Regions from separate parts of the Sus scrofa genome. Here region 2 is linked to region 1. A link is a contact called in public HiChIP or PLAC-seq data. All regions are on one chromosome and are shown on one strand. Each heading gives the region's core, a stretch centred on a gene start, on an enhancer-like site or on the middle of the called end of the contact. The rest is flanking DNA. Distances are from core to core; before and after follow the strand shown. Region 1 overlaps IGF2R (insulin like growth factor 2 receptor). Region 2 has its middle 14 kb from the start of WTAP.

Region 1 (3,328 bases), core at 468-2,967:
GACATACAGATGGCCAAAAAACCCATGAAGAGGTGCTCGAGATCACAAATTATGAGGGAAATGCAAATCAAACCACAGTGAGGCACCACCTCACACCAGCCAGAATGGCCATCAGCAAAGTCTACAAATAACAAACACTAGAGAGGGTGTGGAGAAAAGAGATTCCCTCCTACACTGTTGGTAAAAATGTAAGAATTCAACAAGGTAGCAGCCACTATGGAAAAAGAGCACAGAAGTTCCTCAAAAAACAAAAAGGAGAGTTGCCATTAGATCCAGCAATCCCACTCCTTGGCAGATACCAGACAAAACTCTAATTCAAAAAGCTACATGCACCCCCGTGTTCACTGCAGCACTATTCACAACAGCCCAGACATGGAAGTAACCTAAGCGTCCATCAACAGGTGAACGGATAAAAAGATGCTGTGTAGACAAACAAGGGGATAGTACTCAGCCATGAAAAAGAAGGAAATGATGCCACTGGCAGCAAGATGGATGGACCTAGAGACTCTCACACTAAGTGCTCTCATACTCAGAGAAAGACAAGTACGAAGTGCTATCACTTACATGTGGAATCTCAAACATGAAACAAATGAACTCATCCTTAAAACACAAACAGACTCACAGACACACAGAACAGACTTGCGATTGTCAAGCGGGAGGGAGAGGGGCAAGGGGAGGGAAGGATCGGGAACTGGGGATTAGCAGATGCAAACTACTGCACATAAAAAGAAGGTTCTACTGTAGAGCACAGGGAACTCGAGTCTGCATCCTGCGATCAACCGCGATGGAAAAGAACATGGAAGAGAACGCGGAGAACAATCATTTTGCTGTGCAGAAAAAAATGGAGAGAACATCACCCATCAACTATACTCCCATGAAGTATTTCAAAGGAAAAAAAGAAAAACCTTCCCTTGCTCTAAAAATATTTGTTCCCTTGGTACAAATACTGTAAAAATCCACTTATCATGAGGTCCCTAGACTGGTTAAACCCAGAGGGACAGAAAGGTCAGGGGTGGTCGCCGGGGGTGGGGGCAGGAAGCGGAACAGGGAATGCGTGCTTCATGGGGTCGGGGCTCCGGCCGGGGAGGGCGGCGAAGTCCCGGTGGTGGAAGGGTTGTACTTGCACTTACGACGTACAATGTAAATGCACTTAATGCCGCTGAACTTGCTGGTCAAAGCGGGTAAAATGGTGCCTTTCACGGCATGCGTCTATCACTACAATTCCTTTCAAACAGCAGATTTTATATTACAGATATTTTCATTTTAAAGGAACATTCAAAACTTTAAAAAAAAAAAAAAAAATTTTTTTTTCCTAGTCCTTGTTGACCTATTCCCACAACTGGGAATTCATCCAAAGAAAATATTCCACCAGGAGGGAGGGAGGCTGTATAACTGCCGATCGCCTGCAATGGAAACAGGCTCTTAACCCAGCTGCAGGGAAAAGGTTTAAAAATAGTAAAACCAGGCCATTATCAACAAGGAAGTCCCTCAACATAAATATAACTGTGAAACTCAAGAGTATTCACAAAACACCACGCGAGGACGAACATAAAAATGTATGAAGAGAGATTTTGACCTTGACAAACGGGCTAAGCCTAGAAGTAAAGGTGAGCGAGAGAGGCACTGGGTTTGGGGAGTGACATCGGGGACATGGGTTCTATCCGCTGTGATGCCCCCCCCCCCCGGAAGCCAGGCAGCCGAGGAAGAGGAAGCCGTGCAGAGAGCATAACTCATCTGGAAAATCACAGCCCCAGCCCCTCAGACAACACATGGTTTCTCCATCTCCGGGCTGCGGGGCAGGGTGGGGACCAGCACTGGGGGCTCTGGCGCCTCCTCTCCTGGCCTCGTCACCCTGGCGGAACGGAGACGCCAAGGACGCAGAGACCGCGCGCCTCCCTCGTCTTCACCTGGCTTGCAGATGAGTGTTATATTGGTGTTTATTCTCTTGCCACCACCACACTCATCGCCATCCGAGTAGGAGAGCTGAATGTTTCCTTTTTCTCTTGTGGGAGAAGAAATAAATTTGCCCAGGTTTTTACTTCCAGACTCATCTGGAAAAGAGGAAGAGAGAAAAAAAAAAAAAAAACCAACAGAAGGCATGATTAAAAATTATGACACAGATGATGAGTAACAAAAAAATCAGCCAAGTTCCCGTGGGTGGGCCCCTTCCCCGGCCCACCCAGCCTGGTTGGGGGCGGCCACGGGGAGGACCCCAAGGTCACCTTGGGGCTTAGTGGGCAAGTGTGAGAGGGATGCACAGTGTCCTGCAAAGCAAAGGCAGGAGCGACGTAGAAAGGCAGGGCACACCCTTCCTGAAAAGAACACTTCCCCCACTTTGGGGGCCTTCAGTTCCCCCGAGACATAGGTCTTTTGAAACCGAGGGGCTAGACTTTGCCCCATGACGACGGAAGCAGGAACCAACTGATCAGCAAGTCAAGCGAGTGACCGTGAATTAAGTGACTCAGCTGACCTTTCACAACAAAGTTCTGAAATCCTGTCCCAAGTCCGTCTTAACCAAGGCAGGGAAAGGCCTGGGCCTGCTTTTAAAGACCCACCACCACTTCTGGATCCTGGGACAAATTCCCCAAATCCAGCCTGGGCCCGCCTCCTTCTCTAAGGCTGGTAACCGACCCCAAGCACCCTCAAGCTTGTTCCTACGGACGTTTCCAGTGATGAACGTGCTACAGCGTTTGCAGTCAACGGAGATGCAAGCCGGCTGCAGCAAAGAAGGCTAAGGGGTCCAACACTCTCCCGCGAGGCCACAAAAGCCACCTGCCTGAGGCCATAATGCTAGAACAATCCCAGGCAGTGAGGTTGTTAAAAAACTGGGATCCGTTTTACACAAGCACTGGCAGTGGGTTATTCCCAGGGTTCCTCGGGATACAAGGTGAAAAGATGAAGCATTTTCCCACGTGGCTCCTTCTGCTTCCAGCTAGCCCGTCTCGGGCTGCGGCCATGTGCACGACCCGAAACGCTGCAGCTTCCAAAGTCCGCCCGTCAGCTACGCCTGAGTCAGTACGCTCTTCTCCTTACCGTTCTTTGTACACAGAATCCAGGGACAGAAGGCGGACATGAACCACGGGAAGATTTTTTTTTTTTTCTTCTTAGGGCCACACCCTCGGCATATGGAGGTTCCCAGGCTAGGGGTCGAATCGGAGCTGCAGCTGCCGGCCTACCCCACAGCCACAGCACCTCGGGATCCTTAACCCACTGAGAGAGGCCAGGGATCGAACCAACATCCTCATGGACCCTAGTTGGATTCTTAACCAGCTGAGCCACAGCAGGAACTCCAGATGCTCTGATTCACTCCGAACCGGCTGGGGCCAGG
Region 2 (3,328 bases), core at 491-2,990, 250 kb after region 1:
ATCACTTTGCTGTACACCTGAGATTAACATAGCATTGCAAATCAACTGTACTTTCGTTTTTTAAAGAAAAGAAAAAGAAGAGGTAATCAACTTGGATGAAGTTAAGCTGATTTCAGAGTCCACTCTTTTTTTTTTTTTTTTTTTTTTTTGGCCTTTTTGTCTTTTTCTAGGGCCACACTTGCAGCATATGGAGGTTCCCAGGCTAGGGGTCGAATCGGAGCTGTTGCCACTGGCCTACGCCAGAGCCACAGCAATGCGGGATCCGAGCCGCATCTACAACCTACACCACAGCTCACGGCCACGCCAAATCCCTACCCACTGAGTGAGGCCAAGGATCGAACCCGTGTCCCCATGGATGCCAGTCAGTTTCGTTAACCACTGAACCACGACGGGAACTCCAAATAGTATGAGATTTAGCACTTATACTTCAGTCAACAATGACAGTTGTTATAAAGTACAGCAACGACCTCAGCAGTAAACTAGCAGCTGATGGGCTAAGAAATTATAATATCAAGTATTTAAAATTAAATTTACGGAGGAGTTCCCGTCGTGGCGCAGTGGTTAACGAATCCGACTAGGAACCATGAGGTTGCGGGTTCGGTCCCTGCGCTTGCTCAGTGGGTTAACGATCCGGCGTTGCCGTGAGCTGTGGTGTAGGTTGCAGATGCGGCTCGGATCCCGAGTTGCTGTGGCTCTGGCGTAGGCGGGCAGCTACAGCTCCGATTAGACCCCTAGCCTGGGAACCTCCATATGCCACAGGAGTGGCCCAAAGAAATAGCAAAAAAAAAAGACAAAAACAAACAAAACAAAAAAAAAATTAAATTTACATTCAAACAACTATGGAAAGTTCTCATAAGAGAATAATTTTATTTATTTTGAATAAAACTTCAGATTTATGGAGTTCCCATCCTGGCTCAGACTAGGAACAATGAGGTTGTGGGTTCGATCCCCGGGCTCACTCAGCAGGTTAAGGATCCGGTGTTGCATGAGCTGTGGTATAGGTTGCAGACGCGGCTTGGATGCTGCATTGCTGTGGCCCTGGTGTAGGCCGGCGGCAACAGCTCCAATTAGAACCCTAACCCGGGGACCTCCATATGCTGTGGGAGCAGCCCTAGAAAAGGCAAAAAGAAAAAAAAAACCCCAAAAAACCCTTCAGATTTGTTCTTGAGTTTCAAAAGCTCATGCGGTGATAGTGCTATTTGTCTTTGACCAAATCTTGATCATAACAATTGGCCATTTGGCATTCGACTAAAGTGTGCATTGAGGAGTTCCCTGGTGGCTCAGTGGGTTAAGGATCAAGCATTGTCACTGCCATGGCATCGGTTCCATTCCCTGGCCTGAGAACCTCCATGGGTTCAGCCAAAAAAAGAGTGTGCATTGATTGCATTTCCAGATCCCTTAGAAAGTGACAAATAGAATTACCATTATATTTCTTAGTATCCTGTGACTATTCATTTATATCTTAGGATGTATTACCATCACCAGTTATAGCATCATTTATATGTATATATAATATATATGGATTTTTTTTGCATATGATAGACACCTGTGAAATACTAAGCCCATTTCCTCCTCTTCCTTGTCACAAAGGTAAGTACATGGTCCTGCTTCTCTTATAGTCAGACGTGGCCATGGCAGTGAGTTCCAGAAAATGGTAAGTGGGCAGAGGGCATGTGGGTGTTTCCAGGCTGGGCACGTTACAGTCTTGCCCATTCCCACCTGCCAGCTGATAGAGAGGAAGGCGGGGAACATGCAGACTGGGTAATGTAAACCCTGCAGAGGCGGGAGTTTATCTGTAGGAGCAGCTGGTGCTACTCTTATTGAAACTCTTCTAAAGGAATTTCAAGAAGCACTTGAAAACAACTCAGGAAGCCATCATATGTGTAAAAGCATCTAAATTGTGACTTTGTGTACTTCTTTTTAAGTGTCAAAGTCACGTCTGGGCTGACTGGGGACCAGGCGTTCCTAGGCAAGAAGGTGGCATCAGCCAAGGTTCTCCTCCAAAATCTCCACCGAAAGGACTCAGGGGACAGACCCATGGGGGAAAAAATCCACATTAGTTCTGGAAATCTGGGAGAATTTCTGGTAGGTGTAACATTGATGTGTTGCCATCACATTGAGCAACCGTGACTCATAGGATGTTGTCATAAAGTGACTTCCTTCTTGTCCCCAGCTGTGTCATTACACTGGCCTGCTGGGCTTATTTTTTCTTCACCGCTGGGCCAAAGGCTGGCCCCATGACTTCTCTTCTTTTTAATTCTTAGGTAATAAAAAGTCATATAGTCTCTTGAAGTCAGAACACAGGCACAGTCTTTCATGCCCCGTCCTATGTCATAAAACTCTAATCTAAAGCTAGGAGTTCTTGGAGTTCTTACCATGATGCAGTGGGTTAAGAATCTGACTGCAGTGACTCCGGTCCCTGCTGAGGTGTGGGTTCGATCTCTGGCCCGGCTCAGTGGCTTGATCTGGTGTTGCCGCAGCTGCAGCTTAGATTCAATCCCTGGCCCCTGACTTGAGAACTTCCATATGCCAGGTGTGGCCACTAAAAAAAAAAAAAAAATTAAAAAAGAATGAAAGATTTGAGACTTTTCCTTCAGCACAAGCCTGTAGGAAGCCAGTAGCCTGCATTGGGAGAAAGCGCCAGGAAGCTTGTTGCTGTTGTTTCTCTGGTTGGTCTTTTATTATTATTATTATTATCTTGAAAAAAATGCATTGAAGTATAGTTGATTTACAATATTGTGTTAATTTCTGCTGTAGAGCAGAGTGACTCACTTTTACCTGTGCGCATGTCCGTTCCCATATAAATGAGCACAGAACACTGAGTAGATGTGCCTGTGCTGCCCAGCAGCCTCACTCTGTTCCGTGCTTCCTTTCTTAGCAGCTCCCTGTGGCTTCTGACTTCTCCAGGGATTGAGCTGGGGGAATGTGGAGGGTCTGGTATGGTGGGTGGGGGCGAGGTGGGGTTCGTGGGGGTCTTGACGACCATTGTCTTGCCTGGCAGTTGTTTAAAGCGGACACTTTTTTATTTTATTAAAATGTGATTGATGCACCGTGCGGTGCCAACGTCTGCGGTACAGCAAAGCGACCCAGTCATACATACATATACCTTCCTTTTCTTATGCCGTCTTCCCTCGTGGTCTCTCTCAAGAGGCTGGAAAGAGGTCCCTGTCAAAGTGGACTCTTTCTCTCTTGGTTTTGGAGGCCGTCCCATCACTGAGGATTTTTCACCCGTTCAGTCTGAGAACGGAGGCGCTGCGTCATGTACCGGGGAAACTCAAGCGGAGAAACGCAAATGTCTGCCTTGGACTCGAAAAGTTCAGGCTGAACA

Evidence for each region. HiChIP or PLAC-seq counts read pairs in DNA pulled down with a chosen protein or histone mark.
Region 2: a contact with region 1 is called in an H3K27ac HiChIP or PLAC-seq map of alveolar macrophages. The contact joins two enhancer-like sites. A contact is called at or near these places in 1 of 5 promoter capture datasets (fetal liver), 1 of 47 Hi-C or Micro-C datasets (embryonic fibroblasts) and 1 of 2 datasets of contacts at active chromatin or transcription factors (alveolar macrophages).

What each region holds. Positions count from the first base shown.
Region 1 is chr1:7,418,489-7,421,816 of Sscrofa11.1, forward strand. It overlaps IGF2R (insulin like growth factor 2 receptor), which reads right to left. Exons shown (of 48, transcript NM_001244473.1): 13 at 1,908-2,051. Among named protein-coding and RNA genes, the nearest start is that of IGF2R, 52 kb to the right of the region's middle. Within about 2 kb of position 1,718, at least 31 of the 83 cell types and tissues checked have an H3K27ac peak or open chromatin away from gene starts, as enhancers often do. A contact at or near this core is called in alveolar macrophages and fetal liver, where this site is marked.
Region 2 is chr1:7,663,796-7,667,123 of Sscrofa11.1, forward strand. No RefSeq gene overlaps it. Among named protein-coding and RNA genes, the nearest start is that of WTAP, 14 kb to the left of the region's middle. Within about 2 kb of position 1,741, at least 15 of the 83 cell types and tissues checked have an H3K27ac peak or open chromatin away from gene starts, as enhancers often do. A contact at or near this core is called in alveolar macrophages and fetal liver, where this site is marked.